Regions from separate parts of the Sus scrofa genome. Here region 1 is linked to region 2. A link is a contact called in public Hi-C data. All regions are on one chromosome and are shown on one strand. The core of a region is the stretch at or near the end of the contact, and the rest is flanking DNA. Distances in the headings are between cores, read along the strand shown. Region 1 overlaps METTL25 (methyltransferase-like protein 25). Region 2 holds the start of TMTC2 (transmembrane and TPR repeat-containing protein 2).

Evidence for each region. Hi-C and Micro-C count contacts between places; a contact is called where the count stands out from the background.
Region 1: a Hi-C map of fetal skeletal muscle shows a contact between it and region 2, with 3 times the contacts expected there. The contact joins the enhancer-like site here to the promoter of TMTC2 in region 2. A contact is called at or near these places in 5 of 47 Hi-C or Micro-C datasets (embryonic fibroblasts, epiblast stem cells, fetal heart ventricle and 2 more) and 1 of 2 datasets of contacts at active chromatin or transcription factors (skeletal muscle).

The regions. Positions count from the first base shown.
Region 1 is chr5:99,215,406-99,219,595 of Sscrofa11.1, reverse strand. METTL25 (methyltransferase-like protein 25) reads left to right here. Exons shown (of 14, transcript XR_002344285.1): 14 at 1-2,961. Among named protein-coding and RNA genes, the nearest start is that of TMTC2, 130 kb to the right of the region's middle. Within about 2 kb of position 1,850, at least 9 of the 83 cell types and tissues checked have an H3K27ac peak or open chromatin away from gene starts, as enhancers often do. A contact at or near this core is called in fetal skeletal muscle and skeletal muscle, where this site is marked.
Region 2 is chr5:99,083,111-99,087,338 of Sscrofa11.1, reverse strand. It overlaps TMTC2 (transmembrane and TPR repeat-containing protein 2), which reads left to right and starts at 2,096. Exons shown (of 13, transcript XM_021093031.1): 1 at 2,096-2,548. The coding sequence starts at 2,466.

The sequences.
Region 1 (4,190 bases), core at 601-3,100, 130 kb before region 2:
TGCCGTTTCAGCGTAGGTCACAGCTGTGGCTCACATTCAGTCCTTGGCGCGGGAACTCCCCTATGCTGTCGGTGTAGCAAAAAATAATAATAATGATTAAAAAATCTGTTATTGTGTTCTGATCGAGTTTAACGTTGATTTAAAGTGAAAACTGCCTTCGTGACCCCATTGGTCGCTCCGCCTTTGGTTGGTTACATGCAGCGCAAAAGGGCTCAGGGAAGAGGAAGAGAAGCCAGGGGAAGTTTGGGGAGGTGGCAGCAGGTTCTCAGGAGGTCGTGGGGGTCGGGCTGATACTGACAGCCCCCCTCGGGAACCTTTCCGTCTCTTCGGACGCCATCCCAGGTCCCTCCGCTTCAGCTCACTTAGCACAGGCGGGGGCCTGGTTTCCGCTGAGCCCCCTCCATCCTTGCCTCGGTCCCTGCCCCAGCCACGGAGAGTCACACGTGCCTGCCATCCCCTTTCCCTGGCAGACCGTGCACTCTAGCCGGATCCCTTTAAAGATAACCACAGGCTGACGTCACAGCCACAATATCTGCAGTTGGTCCCCAGGGTCTCTACACCTTTAACGCGCTGTAGGGCAGGTGCGGTCACTTCCCAGCGTCAGCTCATGGCTTGGTTGTCATCAGTGGCTCTCACTTTCTCAGGCATGAGGTGGACAGAGTCCACGGGGCCCAGGAACTCCTATCCTACTGAGTGGTTCCACGAGGCCCATCTCACCAGGCCAGGCTTTGGAGATGGCACCACCACACCCCTCCCCCTGGAGGAAGTAAGAATTCAGCTTCTCACCTAAAATGTCTCCTGGCAAATCCTTTCAAAATGCCAGCCCTTCTGTTTTCTTCCTCCTGATGCTCTGAGTAAATGACCCACATGTAAGGACTCATAAGCTCAATGGACTCATGTGTTTTCATATTTTTTCATTTTGAAGATGTACTATGTCAGTGGCTACTATACCCTGGTGCCTTGATCAAAAATTTTAGTTAAACATTCCTGTTACTCATTTAGATCCCTCAACAAACCCATTCAATGAAACTCAATATCCGCATTTTGTGGAGGGGAAAAACCGAGGCATAGAGAGATTAAATAATTTGTCCGGACCATGCTTGTACAGTTTATAAACTGGAGACTGGATATAAATCCAGAAGCTGTCATCCACGTGTCCACTGCGCTGTTTGGGGTTAGTCAGTTTCGTCGTAAAGCAGAATCTGTCTACACGGGCCATTTTCCTTGTGGGAGCAGGGGTGGGGGGTGGGAGTTGCGGAGCGTTTGGAACCAAACCTCAATTTCTCATCATTGTGCTTCAGTCAATAGCTGCTGAAAAGCTCTCCTTTGTGGACCAGTACATCCTGATGCATGGGGACAAAGAGCAGCTGCATGTGCATATGTTTTGGCCAACTTAGTTGTTGGATTTATATGACAAAGGCTCACAATAAACATTTATTGAGCCCTTGCTAAGTGCACTTACCCAGATTCTTCCATTCCTTCCTCATCACTCAAGGGTAGTCTTTTTCCAGTTTTAGAGACGAAGAAAGAGACCCAAGGAAAAGTGCTGGGAGGAAACCTGGAAGACAGAAGACCAGCCCCCTTGTCCCTGTCCCAGCTCGCACGAGCACTCAGGAGGCTGGCCCAGGGCCACAGCTCCTTCGGGCTGTGTGTCTCCTCATCTGTCAGATGGGAAGAATGACATTTATCCTGTTTGCTTGGCAGGATCCTTGTGGGGTTAAATGAGGCAGTGGATAGGGGAGAGCTTTTAAAACTCTTGAAATCCTGTCCACATTCAGAGACTCGTTCTGGCTTTGTTATTCCCACCCCACCGAGGCAGCTGCTGTAGGTCAAGTTGCAAGGCCATCCTCTGCCGAGTGTCACGTGACAAGGACCTCAGAGATGCTGTCCCACACGCAGGGCAGGGGAGAGGCTGTGTCCTGAACACCATTTAAACAGAAGGAAAGGAAACATAATTAAAACCAAACAAAAGCCACGAAAATAGTGTCTCACTATGGCTGAGCAAGGGCCAAATAGAGAAACCTTGAGGATACTTTCATTGCTCTTGAGAACTATTATAGGGCTGGAAAATGAGAGCCAGGTGGAGGGAAAGGGAGTAAGGCCACAAAAGACTAGCAGAGAGAGAAAAGAAGCACAGACGCACAAATTTGGGGAAAGTGAGCATGACAGTACAGAAAAGTGTTTTTAAATCCGCTCAGAAACTGACCAGAGATTCTAAGATATGACTGGATGTTTGCAAAACACAACAGCTGCTGCATTCCACAGTCTAGAAGGGAAATAATGGAAACTTTCTTTTCTTTTTTCCAACAAGACATAACAAAAGCAGGGCTGATGTAATTAATGAAAAAAAGATGGCTGTTTGAAAGAGGGAGGGCGCTGAACAACAGAATGGAATGGAAATGAGGCCCACATTTAGGGACAATTCATTATTTATCTGCTGTTCTTTCTGTGCACACCAGGTCCTGCTAATATTTCTCCCTCCAGTGAGACTACCAAACCATGTTGGTTAGCAGTACAAGCATACGTAGTTAGACGCTACGATGTAAGCAGAGGGTGGCTGGAGTTATTCCTTGAATATCAATTAGCATAGTCCATCCAACTTGAAGACTCTTACAACTGAATACTTCAACTTAATGGATCTGTTTTCAAATTCCCTTTAATGGCCCTTCTGTGACCATAATATCTGCTTTTCCAGACATCCTAAGTAGAAACCATTATGGACAATGTATGTAAAATCCCCCAAGGAGAGCATATGGAGGAGAGACTGTAGATTGCCAAATTTAGCAGCTCTGGAGAGAGTGTTTTTGAATTAAACTTGAGTCCATAGGGATTACAGTTCATTTATGACTGGCAAAACATATCTTCCCAATGCTGAAAGATAAATCCCACTGATACACATGTGGATTTCACAAGTGGTTCTCAAAAACTATAAGACCAAAAAAAAAAAAAAAATCCTTCCCTCAAAATGCAGAAGTTCTATAATATTTTGGTATTATAATAAATCGCATGTTATTTTGACCGTATTCTTACTGTCAAGTCGGGGATTGCGTGAGTGCTGTGCCAACTCTGACCTGAGCCAATTCCGTTCAGAAATGTCATCGCTGAGATGTTAAGGTGAGATGTTTTGAAGAACCGAAGGATGGGCAAGGTCGTGACTGGAGTCAGTCTTTGGTCTTTTAAAATAAGTAAAATTTCAAAAGTTTGGGAAGTGGGAAACCAGAGCATGGTCAATTTTTTTCTTTTGCCAAATAAGATCAGTTTTAATTTTATTTTTATTAATCTTAATTTTGTTCCATTATCCTCTTTTTCATAAGCAAAGATAATTGATAGCACAAAGTTTAAAATGCAGTTCTGTAATGTACTTACCTTCGTGAAAAATCGTCTTGGTTTTTCTTGGTTCTGATGTTTTCATGGTGACCCAGGGAAAATAGTGTGGCAAACCAGAGCTGGTCTGCGGACACACATGGAAAACCACTAGCCTGATTCAGTTCATTATCGTGTCAGTTCTCTACCCCAAGCAACCATTAAGATCTTATTCAGAAACTTCCAACATCTAACTAGAAAGCAAACTCCTGTAATTTAGGACAAAGTGATTAAATTTTCTAGCGAATGCTTGCATTTATTGGAGAGTGGTGTCTTATTCTGTACCCATTCAGTAAATTCCTTGGAATACAATTTCTTTATTTTTTAATTTCCATTTTTAAGGACCTGATATAGCTAGGATTTTACCCATTTTTGAAGAGTTTCTAGCAAAAACTATCATCTTGTCTTGAAATAGTAGTAAACCTCTAACTTAAATGCACACATTCTTCTTATTTTTAGCTTTCCTTTTTTCATCCTGAATAAGAAAGCTCTTTTAATACTTTTTTTACAGGTTAAATAAAACCATGAACTCCCAAGAAACTAGTAAGATTGCTTGCGTTTTGGCATTATCTTGTGTTTGTATTGGATATCTAAGAATAAATGCTCCTACGAGCGGAGAATTTAAGAAGCCTTGTTTTTCAGTGATTTTTGATGTTGCGATTTTTCAAAATGGGATTTGGCCTAGTATTTTAAAAAGAACTTAAATTTATTAATGCTGGTGGAGCAGCTTTCCGCTGGAAGCGAAGACAAATCCAAAACTCAGGTCTTACACTGGACCTAATTTTGAAAACCTTGATTTGGGATACTTATATTCAAGCACTCTTAGT
Region 2 (4,228 bases), core at 847-3,346:
AAACATCTAGGTTTTAGTTAACAACCTAAAGGGTAAGGTGAAGTTGAAGATAATAATAATAGCAGCACCTAACGCTTCTGTTGCCATGAGGACCCTTCTGGGTGCTTTACGTATGTTAGCTACTTTCATCTTCATAGTAACAGCATGCGTGGATAGGTATTGTCAGCATCCCTGTTTTATAGGTGAGAAAACTGAGGTGCAAAAAGGTTAAGTGACTGGCAGCAGAGTGGGGACTCAAAGTCAGGAACGGGATTCTAGAGAGGGTCCCTTCCTCCAGTGTCTTAGGATCCAGGATCAAGATGTAAGTGCAGTGGAGGGAAACGGGAACTTGGGCTGGTTGACAGGATTTTAAAAACGTTTTTGACAGTGAGCAGAGATTATGCGGTTTAAAAAAGCCAAAGATCATCCCTGCCTTTAATGATACAATTTCTTCGTATGTGCGTTTCTGTTTGTTTTTCCCAGGGCACAAAACTGGGCCACAGTGCAATGGTACAATAAATATTCATCATTTCATCTGCACACATAGATGTCCTTGTGAAACCAGGACAAGGTGGAGCTTTGTTTTGCAGACACCCAGATCACGGGATTTGCTTTTCAGCCACTGCCACACATCCAGGGGACTCAATTTCTTACCGCCGATTTGGAGAGTTTGCTAGTTACGGGCTGCCTCTGGAGCAGTGACAGCTGTGTTTTGGGGGAGTCGGCGCCCTCGCAGGCCTGTTTTCCATGCATCGCGGCTTCCAGGCAGCAGGGGGCGCTGCAGTAGTGTTCATCGTGGTCCAAGGGATCCACAGGTCCAGCCAGAAGGCGGCCGCGCCGGGAGGTGTGGCAGGCAGCCCACGGTCCTCTTTGGTCTTGCAACTTTAGGACCCAGGGCCCGTTCCACACAGACCATTCTTCTACTCATTTCATCATGCTGGACGCCTTCCATCTAGTCCTGAGTCCAGGCGGCAAGGAAAGGGCATTAAGTTCCCACCTTCTCGGGTTCAAGGAGAGCGCAGTACGGGGCTGCAGAGGCGTTTCTTCTCTGTGTTCTCGGGGTTAACCTGACAATCCCCTCGAAACCGCAGGAAGCCCTCGCAACTGTGGGGTGCGTTTTGCGTGTGCGCGCGAGTCTGTCTTTCCTCTCTGGGGGTCCTTTCTTTTCCACCTGCCTGCGGGAACAATTCCCTCCCCAGACGTCTTTCCGTTGACCTTCGGGACAACGGTAGGCTCGGAGGTGAAATTTCTCGCTCCTGAGATGCCCTCCAGCTCTCCGCCCCCACCCCCACCCCATTTCGGCTCCCGCACAGTGAGGGTGTGTTGGTGGCCACCGAGGTTAGAGCACTCGCCAAACCTGTTCTTCCTCTCCCGGGCTCCAGAAGTCTCCCCGGCGGACCGGACTTACGCCTGGCAGAGCTTGGCACACACAGAGCTGGGGTTGAGATTCGGCGGGTGCCAGGCGCCGCCAGGCAGCGGCAGGGCGAGCGAGCGACGGCGTCCTCCTCGGTCTCTCGTCTGCTCTGGCGCCCCCGCCCAGGGCGCCCTCCAGCTGCCGCTCGGCGTTGTTTGCCAGCGGTTGCCCTTGGGTCCCCGGGGCTGCCCAGAGTGAAATCTAAGGTGAACGCCACAAGGGGAGGGCGGGCGATGGGGAGGAGGAGCCTCCGGCCGCGGCGGGGGGGGCGGGGGGAGGTGGGAGGAGCCTCCAGCCCAGGGGGTGATGTGGGCGGAACCCTGTGGGCGGATCTGGGTGGAGACCGCGGCTGAACGAACCCGGGATGGAGGGTTGGCCACGCAGGCGCGGGGGGCAGCGCCGAGAACCCCACGCGGGAGCTTCGGGAGTCTCCAGCCACCCCTTCTCACTTCACTGGAGAAGGGGCTGCGGCCGGGAGGGACCTATTAAAGAGTGAATGAGCTGCAGCCGCCGTGGCGGCCAGAGTCTGCCCAAGCGGCCCCGGAGCTGTGCGCCCGGGAGGCGGCGAGGGGAGGCGGTTCGCCTTGTCCCTCCCACCCGCCCTTCTCGCGCTCTCTTCCTCCAGCAGGTCCCAGAGCCCGGCTCGGTCCGGTCCCTCTGCCCCCATCCCGCACTCTTCCACCTCCTCCGAGACCCAGTCCTCACCTAGGGCGCCCCGCACGGCCATGGGTTAGGGCGGGGGCGCGAGCCGCGCAAAGGACCAGCCCTGTGCATCCGCCGGGGGGCGCGGAGCCCGAACGCCGCTCGCCGCTCGCCGGCGCCAGGCATGGGGAGCGCGGCGTGAGCCCGCACCCGGGGAAGACGGAGGAGCTGCGGAGACGGGCGCGAGGAGGAGGAGGAGCAGGAGAGCGGTGGATCGGAAGGACCCGAGGGAGGAAGGGAGGGACTGCAAGCGAGGGAAAAGTGAAGCTGGGAGGAGAAGGCGGCGGAAGGTGGGGATTGATGCTTCTGTTTTTTGTTGCCGCTGCTGCCCTCGCGCTGGGAGCCGAGCCGGAGGGAAGGCAGTGGAGAGATGATTGCAGAGTTGGTGAGCAGCGCTCTGGGGCTCGCCTTGTATCTCAACACCCTGAGTGCGGATTTCTGCTATGATGACAGGTAAGGGGGTGAGAGCGACTCCGCGGAGGCTCTGAAGCTGCCCGCTTGAAGGCTCGGAGTGGGTTTTGGAGGAACTAGTGCAGCACCTGAAGGTTTGGGAGACGCGTAAACACCCACACCTCCAGCAAACCCTGGGGACGCGGGCGCCCTGGGCGGGCTCAGGGAGTTTGGGTTCCTAGGTTGCCGCACGGGAGGTTCCTCTCCCGTGCTTCCCGGCTGGTGGCAGGCGCTTAAGTTTCTTAGCGGAAATCGCAGCAATTGGGGAAACTGTTTAATGAACTATTTTAAAAAAATTCGTAGATGTTCCTTGGTGCAACAAAAGCACCTTGAGCGATTTTACGTCCGTCCTGGAAGGAAGCTGTTTCCCGCCCCCTAATAGATCTTCCCTGTAACGTTTCCTTTTATTGATGGGACGCTTTTATTTACCGAGGTTAAAACACGCTTGACAGTTGCCAAAATAGTGGAGAGCTCGCCCTCTGCTTCAACTTTCCCTTTTGACGTAGGGTGTACTTTACTTTGAGCCAGGATACTGCTGCTGCTCGTCTCTCCGGCTCCCCTGCCTCCCTCACCAATCGATGGAGTAGCCCTTGCTAAAAGCCTGGGCTTTCATTTCTGCTGGGGAGTTTTACACGAGACCTTAGCGATTCTTTTGTGCTAATTGGGGAAGAAGACGCCCCTAGAGACTCCAGTTGTCTTCTGCATTTGGGTTAGTTTGGGTGGCTAATGAGACCTGAACTGTGTTGTCAGAGAAACTGAATCGATTTCTGGAAAATGTCAACCGTGGTGCTCGTGCCTCTACCTATTTAAACGTTGTTAGTGTTTAGACACTGACGAAAAGCTCCAAGAGCCATTAGGGAAAATTCCGATTTGTGCCTTTCCGGTGACTTAAGCTGATTATAATTAAAACAGATGCATAATTAAAATATATTAGGGAGAACAGCATGCCTGGCTAAACTTATTAACCGTCCTGGGGTGTTTCATGCTTCATTGAAATTAAACCATCCAAAAAGTGAGCACAGATTTACTTTGACAGCTTTTCAGCAGCCTCTCTGGGCGACGGAAAGTGAATGGATCCCCAGGGTCAGGGCAAGGCAGTGAGTGAACTTAAGCAAAGCGGTTGATGGTGAGGGGAGATGAAGGCAGACTCTTCTCCTGCTGGTGATCACCCACAGTCTGTATCCCCTGATGGGCTCACTCTCCAGCTAAAAGCGTGTCCGTGGATGTATGCCTTAAGTCAGCGGGGCTTGCTGTACTCCCACACGTCTGGGAGGAAATCCCCTGATAATAGGGCAAGAACATCCAGCACATCCTTCTTCGTGCATTTCATGTAGTGTCTGTCAGAGACCAGCTGATAGGATAGCCACCGTTCTACATAAACTCTTCCTCAACTTTTAAGCAGTGTCCAGATTTCAGCAGTTACGTTACAGGCTGAGAAATAAATGGTCTGTATGTAAGTGTGGCGAGCTGCTTCTGTTTCCTCCAATTTTGTGTAACTGTGCACCTGCTATTCCTAGGGCATTGGCAGAAAAAGCTCTTGCTTCCAAAGATGGGTGACTATTCACTAAAGTGAACTTGGGGAAGATTCTGGGCAGTTACTGCCTCTGTTGGAGACAGTGTGAAGAGTAAGCCTTTAAACCAATAATTTAGAGCTTATAAAAAAGTAACTTACTGTAGTATTGG